Regions from separate parts of the Mus musculus genome. Here region 2 is linked to region 1. Evidence: chromatin contacts called from public Hi-C data. All regions are on one chromosome and are shown on one strand. Each heading gives the region's core, a stretch centred on a gene start, on an enhancer-like site or on the middle of the called end of the contact. The rest is flanking DNA. Distances are from core to core; before and after follow the strand shown. Region 1 has its middle 47 kb from the start of Gm11418. Region 2 holds the start of 5530401A14Rik (RIKEN cDNA 5530401A14 gene).

Evidence for each region. Hi-C and Micro-C count contacts between places; a contact is called where the count stands out from the background.
Region 2: a Hi-C map of cortical neurons shows a contact between it and region 1. The contact joins the promoter of 5530401A14Rik here to the enhancer-like site in region 1. A contact is called at or near these places in 7 of 39 promoter capture datasets (the 3T3-L1 cell line, embryonic stem cells, hippocampal neurons and 1 more), 9 of 484 Hi-C or Micro-C datasets (cerebellar granule neurons, cerebellum, cortical neurons and 3 more), 2 of 115 datasets of contacts at active chromatin or transcription factors (astrocytes and embryonic basal ganglia) and 2 of 9 other capture datasets (adipose tissue and pancreatic islet).

What each region holds. Positions count from the first base shown.
Region 1 is chr11:81,632,108-81,636,907 of GRCm38.p6, forward strand. It overlaps a transcript of Asic2 not described here. Among named protein-coding and RNA genes, the nearest start is that of Gm11418, 47 kb to the left of the region's middle. Within about 2 kb of position 2,819, at least 12 of the 459 cell types and tissues checked have an H3K27ac peak or open chromatin away from gene starts, as enhancers often do. A contact at or near this core is called in cortical neurons, where this site is marked.
Region 2 is chr11:81,858,767-81,863,566 of GRCm38.p6, forward strand. 5530401A14Rik (RIKEN cDNA 5530401A14 gene) reads left to right here and starts at 1,911. Exons shown (of 5, transcript NR_038010.1): 1 at 1,911-2,570; 2 at 4,661-4,800. It also overlaps a transcript of Asic2 not described here.

The DNA of each region.
Region 1 (4,800 bases), core at 1,569-4,068:
CCAGTCAGTCAGTGTACGGGTAAGGGGCAGGCAGACACAGCATGGTGGTTTCCAAGGACATTTTGTTGTTCTTCACCCTTACTAGCAACATTACTGCTATCTCTGCATGTGTCAGCTAGGAAGATCCTCAGGTTGGAAACAGTGATAGTGACTTACCCTTGGGCACCTTATAGCTGGTCCCTGGAAGGAGGGTACCTACTTTCTGCCTACTAGGCCACATGCATGTTGGTTTGAACAACTGGGCTTCACCTCAAGGCTAGTCACCAGGCATGGGGGGCCTGGATTTCATGCTCAGATGGGTTTTTGCCACTTGAAGATCTACATCTAGGCTGCCTAGAGGGACAGGTCCTGGCTCGTTACCTTGATATGCAAATAGTACATCCAGATGGGATACACATTAAAAAATAAATCAATCCCTACTCTCAAGTTTCGTTTACAATGCTAATTATTCTTTCCAGGTAGACAGAGGGATGCCAGTGGTGGTAAGAGTGAATGGTTCCTTCTGATCCTCTCCTTCTCTCAGGTGGATCACATCAATACCTCTTACAGGAAGTCTTCCAGGATTGCATCTTGTCTTCCAGCATCCTACACGGCCTTTCACTTCCACTGTGGGCATGAACCTCTGTGTGTGTCTCCCGGATGGCAAAATCAATCCTCTTATTCCATAATCTCCCTCCTGGGAAATCCATGAGGATGAGGTGCCCAGGAATGCCCCCCCCCCACTGGCTTTACTGCTGCCCCCCTGAGTGATCCACTCATCGGAAGCCTGTTTCCTCATTCTAAAGTGGGGAAGAGCCACTCTTGGTGGAGATGAGAACCAAGGAGACTTTGGGGGTGGCTGTGAACATTGTGAACAAGCTCCTGTCTGAGCCTGAGAAACACAGTGTCCCTCTCTCTCTCACACACACACTCAGGAATGAGACATCCTACAGGGCATGGTCCTTGTCCACAGCTCCTCTGCTGGGGTGGCCACCCTCCCCTGCTTACTGGCTCTTTCAGCATGGGACATGGTGCTGCGTACCTGTAACCCCAGCACTCAGGGGACCAAGACAGGAGTGTCCTAGGATACATGGCAAGATTGTTTCAAGACAACAACAACAACAACCACACATACACACCCTCACAACCACTACCACCAATAACAGCACAACAAACTGTTGGCTGGTGTCTTAGTCAGGGTTTCTATTCCTGCACAAACATCATGACCAAGAAGCAGTTGGGGAGAAAAAGGTTTATTCAGCTTACATTTTCCACATTGCTGTTCATCACCAAAGGAAGTCAGGACTGGAACTCAAGCAGGTCAGGAAGCAGGAGCTGATGCAGAGGCCATGGAGGGATGTTACTTAATGGCTTGTTTCCACTGGCTTGCTCAGCCTGCTTTCTTATAGAACCAAGACTACCAGCCCAGAGATGGTTCCACCCACAAGGGGACCTCCTCCCCTTGATCACTAATTGAGAAAATGCCTTACAGCTGGATCTCATGGAGGCATTTCCTCAACTGAAGCTCCTTTCTCTGTGGTAACTCCAGCTGTGTCAAGTTGACACAAAACTAGCCAGTATAGCTGGTTTATCAGGAGTTGGCCAAAACCTAATTTTCATATCTTAGATTCACTTTTTTTGTTTTTTGTTTTTTTTTTTTGTTTGTTTTTTTTTTTTTTTTTTTTTTTTTTTGAGACAGGGTTTCTCTGTGTAGCCCTGTCTGTCCAGGAACTCACTTTGTAGACCAGGCTGGCCTTGAACTCAGAAATCTGCCTGCCTATGCCTCCCGAGTGCTGGAATTAAAGGCGTGCGCCATCATGCCCGGCTTTAGATTCACATTTTAAAAATAAATAAATAAAAAACCCCTTAAATCCCATTATCCACAGGATGACTTGCCTCAGAAAGATTTTTGACTATTTCTGAAAATCAGATTCACCTCCTGGGGATAAACACGTTTTACCACTGAGGTAATTCAAGATCCTATTTCTTGTCTGCGTGGTTTTCCCGCTCAGCAGACAGCCTGGGATTACAAGACGCATGTGCGAGGCACACGGGTCTGTGGTGAAATTCTGGCCTTTTGCCCTTTCGGCTGTGCTGCACTGGTCAAGGAGCTCAACCTCTCTGAGCCTCCACATCCTCATGTGAGATGGGAAACATGCCCTAAGCTCACAGAGTGAGATCCCGCATGGTATCTAGATGGATGGGAAATGCTGGTGGGATGCTAGCCTCTCTCTTCCTCCATCCTTCTCAGCCCCACTAAACTGGGGCTCTCCCGTAGGATGGATATCTAGGTTGCTCTGACTTACCTCGCTCCTTAAATCATTGTGCTCTTGTTCTTCTTTTCCTTATTCATGTATGGACATTTTAAACTTAGGGCTATGCATTGCTCTCTAGGCCCCAAATTTCTAGTGTGGCACTTAGCACAGAGTAGGTGCCTCAGTACATACATGCGCATGCACACGCGTGTACACGTACACACACACACACACACACACACACACAATGCTTCAGTGAGCCCAAGATGAGTGGACTCCAAACCCCGTCTAACAGCTGTCTGAGGAACAATCTAGCCGTATAGAGGCTATGCAGTAAGAAGCATGCCATTCTCAGGGTAATAAGTAACTACTGGCAGTCATTTTTGTAAACACATTTGGCTTCCCAGGGTGTCTTTGAGCCTCTTATGAATTGTGTTAAGTTCTGATGTTCCTTTAAATAAATAAATAAGTAAGTAAGTAAATAAGTAAATAAATAAATAAATAAATAAATAAATCGCTTCTGCTCAGGCTGCGATTCTGCAGATGTCCTCTAGATGGCGGTGTTCAACACAGAGACTGCCTCTAAGCCGGTGAAAACTCAAAATAAAGGGCGGTGGGATAGAGGGGAATCGCTTTTTATTATCAATGCATTAAGAATGAATTTATCATCCTGGCTCAGCAAATGTCTAGTTATTCGGTAAGAAGCTTTATCCCCAGCTAACGCGCAGCTTAATCAGTTCGCTTAGATACAAAGCCAGCTCAGGCTTTTGTCTCGTGTTCGGAATGAATAACCCTTCCGTGGTGTCTGTGGTCTCAAAGCTTCATACTGACAGGGCAGAGACACTTGGTTTCTCTCCAGGATCCTAGAGCCGAGGCCCTGGGAAGGTGGAGGGGGAAAAGCAGGTGCATCAAGTCCAGCCTCCTGCGGTGACAGATGATCTGTCAAGGTGGCTTATATGGAGTAACAGCATCGTCAGAAAGCAGCTATGAAGTCACCCCTTTCCTGCGCGGCAGGTGCTGCTCATTTGCCTTCATATTCCACTCACTCATCCCACATAGTTCTGTGTGGCCTGAACTCTTATCACCTTGGTATCAAAAGTGAACACTGAGATCTAGGGATGAGTTGCATGCACTACAGAGTGGCTGGTGACGGTTGAGGTGGAGGCTTATGTGAGCCATACATCTGCTTCTTTGGTGGAGGTCTACCAGTAGGCTGACAACATGTGTTCTGACTCTCCCCTAACTCGGGAAATATTGATGTCCATCTTGGTATAGCCAGGATCCCCAGCACACAGAGCAACCAAGGGAATCAGGACAAGTCTCTTGCAAGCCTCCACACTCTTGGGTGAGTGGCAGATGCTGCTGCAGAGAAATGGTAGGTTGTTTTTGATTTTTGTTTTTTTCCTATAAGGTTTAAACCCATTGAGGCCTGAGAACAGATCTATACTCCATCAGTTTCTTGGGTAAGTTATTTTATATTCTGGAGTATTAGTGGATTCCATAAGCAGGTACAGCCGAACTAGTGGAGGCCCAAGGAGACATGAGCTTTCAGGAGTCAGAGAGTCAGAGACAGGTGACAAACTGGTCCTCAAAGCCAAGAATCAAGGGATCCTCTGAGCAGGCCAGAAAAAAAGGCCTGGTAAGCAGAAAGACCTTAACAGTGAGGAATCTTCGCACCAGGTGACCAGAACTTAACGTGTAAAATCTGCCATGCTACTTGGCTTGAGCCAAGTTATTTAACCTCTCTGAGGCTGAGTATAGTCATCTGTGAAATGGGTACTGAGTGCGGGGCTTGGCACGCTCTAGGCATGCAAAGAGAGTAAAGAGGGCGACTACAGAAGTATAGTGGGGAACAAGGTTCCTAAAGAAAATGGAAGCCATTTCAATTAGGTGACTCCTTAATTGTCATAGAAGAGGTCTCAGACACTGGGACATGGGATGACAGGGTGGGAAGGGAAAGAGGGTAGGGAGGGTAGCTGTTTAGCTGAAGGGAGTGGGATGAGGCTCTAGACTCCCTTTGGGCCTAATTAACCGAAGAACTGTGCTAGCATTAAAAAAATGATAAAGATGATAAATGAAGATATGACAGAAAACCACAGCACCCAGGCTTGTGAGGAGGCCCAATAACAGAGTTCAGCCCTGGTTGGCATGGGTTTCAATCACCCTAAGTGACACTGGGGACGTGGTCCTCTCATGTCTTGGCATCCCTCCTGGCCGACAGCTGTGCGTGTTCCCTGTTTTGCCCTCCCTTGCTGTCCAGTCTCGTGCGCCAGCCTAGTGGCCTCCCATGAACTTAGCGCCACACCAGGAATTATCCTCAGATCTTCTCTCTTCTTCACGGCCTGTATCCCATCCAATGGTGGATGTGCCTTCACGGTAAATCTTGACTCTATCCTGTCTCCCCATTGCCTGTCCACTCCAGGCACCTGCCTCTCCCCAGCAGATTCTGGGGAAGCCCTCTTTCAGCTCCAGGCTTCTTAGCCTTCTTTCCACCCCCCCCCCCAAGCAGGACTCTTCCCCGACATCCTGGCTGTACATACTTGGTAGGCTCTTTGCCGACATTTCT
Region 2 (4,800 bases), core at 661-3,160, 230 kb after region 1:
AAAACAAAACAAAACAAAACAAAAAAAACCACTACTAGGAATTATAGATGCTGATAGAGATGATGCAGTTTTCAAGTTCTCTATACATCTTAACACCCATTGCTTTATTAGTGTGTACTATGTGCCAAGCACTACACTATACTGTGTAACCAACAATAGCCTGGAGCCTCATGTGATTTGTCCCCTGAAAGAAGACCTAGCTTAGTAACCAACAAAATACAAATGTTGTTGTGATCTTTAATGATTTCTTGGCATGAAGTAAAGAAGGGGCTAATTAATAACCGCTCATTAAATATGTCTTCTCACATTCTTCCTCAATAGTTTTCTTTGTCTTGCTGCTGTGATAAAAATACTTTTGAGCAAAAGAAAATTAGTGGAGGGAATGATCTATGTGGTTTACACTTCCAGGTCACAGTTCGTAATTATGGGACACAAGGGCAGGAACTCAAGCAGTATCTTAAAGCAGAAACCAGGGAGGAACACAGCTTGGTGGCTCGTGCATGCTCCTGCTTACCTAGCTTTGTTATACAACCCAGGACCACGTGCCTAGGAAATGGTGCCACCCACAGTGGGCAGGGCACTACTATTAATGAACAACCATAACAATCCCCTTACAGACAAGCACACAGGCCAATTTGAACTAGGCAATGCATCAACTGAGGGTTTTTCCTCAGGCAAATCTAGACTGTGTCATGTTGACTGTTAAAGGTCACTTCTCATAGTTCCTCTGAAACCTGTCTGTCCTTGTCTCCACTTAAGTCCTCAATGCAAGCTCACCTCTCGGACATTTCCCTTCTTCCCCAACTCCTTATCATTCTGCTTCCACTGTTTTCTTTCCTAAGGTATTCTTGACTCTTGGAATATAATTCCCTCCTTCCTTCCTCCTTCCATCTCTCTCTTCTTCCTCCCTTCCTGTTCATCATAGTTTTATTCAAAAGCTCACACACAGACCTGGCAGGCATGGCTGTGACTTATGTTTCCTCTCCAAACTTCAGGTCTTATTAATGTCTCAGAAGGATCCAGCCACGTGGCCTCTCAGGAGAACAAGGTTAAGTGCCATATAAAAGAAGCCTCATGGTGCATTTAGCTCCCCCACCCTTTCCCTTTCTTCTGCCTTCCAACATGGGAGAACACAGAGTGGCCTTCCCTAGCCAGAATTTACAGCCTGAAGACACCACCCCAGAATCAGAGAGTAGCCCTTACAAGACAGTGGGGCCTTCCAGGCCTTCCACCTTGGCTGTCCCAGCCTTCCAACCTCAGAACCATGAAGAGATATATTTCTGATGTTGGTAAACTATTCCATCTCTGGTATCTTCTTAGAGCAGCATACAAACTGAAACAGGCCCCAAAGACAAGCTCTTTAGCAGTTCAACATGAGCAGGTGAGGCTAGGGTGGGCACAAGGTTTAAAACAAGTCAATCAATATGTAATGTTTTATCCCTGTGATATAGAGATGTTATCTCACTCACCTGCCCTCAAAGCTCACGAGGCAGCCATTTCCTATTCCACAGACTACAACTGGATTTGAACCCAGGTTTGCCTCACCCTTAAATACTAGGTCAGCCCTTTCTGGGGTTTAAAAAGGAGCTCCAGAGACCATGGGCTGTACATGGGAAGGCATGAGGTAATCCAGTAAGCCTGGGCTGTCCAGTGTCTGGAGCTGCTTCTGTGACTCCCCAAGGAGCCTACTACAGTCTCTGCTCGCAGAAACAGCACCTAGCCCCTCCTGTTCCCAGCTTTGGCTGTTACCCTCCGCAGTTAGCAATTAATGAGGCAGAAAGGGTTAATTCTAGATTCCCTCCTGCATGCACAGATGGATTCCTAAGAATTCCCTCTCTGCCCCACCCCCCAATTAAAAGGGCTGAGCTTTGCCCCTTCTGTCTCTTTCTCTTAGGCAGAAGAGGCAGCACAGGGCTTGTGCAGCCTAGTTACTGTCAGTGACATTAGCAACTTTGGGCTGTTTGCTTTCCCTTTGCTTGCCTCCTGGCACTGAAACCTCATTAGGGCTCTGACAGAAAAGAGCTCATCAGTTGCCAGGAAGGCTACTCTGGGCTTCCACTGCCTGTTGCCTAGCAGGCTGACTGAGTATGTACACTGACCCCAGGTCTCCACTGGAAGCCAGCATCATCAAAGCTGATGTAATGTGAGCCAGAAGCCCTCAGCACCCCCTGGGTGTTCTTCCATCTTGCATGAGCCACCCGGAAAGAACAGCAGCTTGCTTGGGTTCTGTTTGAGGGTCTACTGGCAAAGGCACAGAGCCAATGAGGCTGGGGAAAGGTGGGGTGTTTAACCTACATAGGAAAAGCTTTTTCCTCAAGTACTGCAGTGCATTTCCTTTGCTTGATGAGTGGCAAGCAGGTCAAATGGGATGTCCCCCAGGCATCCAGTGGGCAGCACTTTGTTTTTACTCCAGTGAACTCTGCAGTCACATGGAAGAGGCTGCATAGCTCCAAAGAAGGACCTCTTATGCTTGACGAGGGTGTAGCCCCAGTTCCTAGGCCCTGTTCTACTCTGAATGGATCTAGGCCAGTGCAGAGCTGTCTTGGGACCTACAAGTCTTCATCAAGGAGGTAGGAAAATGGGTAGATGATTTCTGAGTTAAGTTGCTGCCCTGGAAACACACTTGAAAAATTTCGTAACTTTGCTTTATGTGTGTGTGTGTGTGTGTGTGTGTGTGTGTGTGTGTGTGTGTGTGTGTAAGCCAGGTGAAGATATCAAGTGGCCCAATCTATCATTCTTACTCCCTCTCTACCCATAATCCCTTGGGATAGGAGCTCTCACTGAACCCAGAGCTAGCTGGCAACCAGCAAGCCCAAGCCAGTCTCCTGACCCTGTCCCCAGAACCCCAGTACTTAGGGTTATAGAGGTATATGATCATGCCCATTTTTTTGGATTTTTTTTTGTTTTTAAACATGGGCACTGGGAATTAGAACTCAGATGCTCATGTCTGCACAGCAAGCTTTTAGGGCTAGGCCACTGGTCCTTCATCTTCTTCTCCCCAACAGCCCAGAGGCTCCTAAGAATCAGATGAATCCCATGAGCATTTACAGAGCACTCACCATGTCAGAGATCTGGGCATCAGGAAGTGCTACCTCCCCCTCCCCACATACACACCAATGTCAACCTCCCTAGATAGCCTTGTCGCCCCAATCAAGGCCTTTGCTCACATAAATGCCCACAAGTATGGGAATGCCCTGAGCCATTCTCACCTACAGCCTTGATGATAAGCTCTTCTTGGTTTGGATGGGTCCAGAGCACCCTCCATTCTGAACTTCTTATAGGAAAATGCCTTTTCTTTCAATAATCTTTATTTCCCACCATTAACTGTAATCAGACAGGATGAAGCTGATACAGTGGGAGACCCAGTTGAATCTGAGTGAGGAATCTGGCTTGCTTATTCTTTAGTTCTAGCTTCAGGCCAATCGCTTACCCTCTCTGAGTCTTGCTTTTCTTATGAATAGCATAGGGATAAAATTCTGCCTTCTGGCTGGGAAGATGACTCAGTCTTATATGCAAACATGAGGATCTGAGTTCAGATCCCCAACACTGATGCTAGAAGCCAGGTATAGCATATGGCATATGTCCCCAAGTGACCCTCTGCATTACTGTAAATTCCAGTAATGGAAAGGTGAAGACGGGGGATACCTGGAGCTCATTGGCTGACCAGCCTAGCACAATGGTGGGGTTCTAGGTCTATTGAGAGACCATGTCTCAAAATGTAAGGGGAAGGGGGGTAGGTACTTAACAAAACCATTCTATGTTAATCTCTAGTCTCCTCATGCATGTGCATATCAGCACACACATGGGCACACACACACACACACACACACAAATCTTGCCCCAATGTGTCACCAAAATGCTACTGAGGATCAAGTGAGATTACATATCTGAAGAGTATAAAACTAGAAAGGCTGTAAAATGCTGATGCTATACTTATAAGAATCATGTCATTGTCATGAGTGATACAGCTCTAAGAAGTTTTGAATGCCGGCCTTACTTTCCTCGACTTCAAAATGGATCTGACAGGCTGGCTCTCCCTTGGGGGAGATATTAATGTTGGAGGGCTCTGGACACTGATAGCACTTTGCAAAAGGCAGCTATTTCCTGGGTGGGCTGTCATGGATGTGGAGGCTTGTGGTGACAAGTTGTCAGTGTTCCTGCAGAAGGCTGTGCTGGGTGGAGCTCCTGTCTCAGTCACCTTCACCCTAGACTTGGTGTCAGGGTGTGTTTTCCAGCAAGCCTGCCCTGAAGGCTTAATGAGAGTCAAGAGCCCTGCCGCAGGAGGAAGGTGCAGCTGCCAGCCATGCATGAAGTTAATTTAGCTTCAGGAAATGCCTGGTGGTTTGGGGAGCAGCAGACAGGCATGGCCCACAGAGATGATCCATGCTCTGACTGGAAAATGAAGGGAAGGAAGCATCTCGTTTAACCCTGGGGACTTTATCCCCACATTAGCTGCAGAAGCCGGCAGGGGAACTCACTGTTGTCTTGGGTTTGTTTTTATCTTAAGTTGGAAAGGTTTCCAAAAACAATTATTTCATTGTTTTTCTACTTACTGTTAACTCAATAAAAAATGGTTCTTTTAATTAATCTCACTGTTGCTGGATCTGCTACTTTGAACTAAATAGAAATGCTCATTTTAGCCTCTCTGTCTCTTCTGCAGCCTCTAGACAAGTTCGTCTCCTAAGCATCAATTCCCCCCAAAGCAGGAAGAGGATGCAAGCTCAGAGACTAGCTAAACCAGGCTGCAGGGTGCACTGGGAGCTGGTGGCTGAGCTGGGAGTCCTGCCCAGGTGGGAAAGC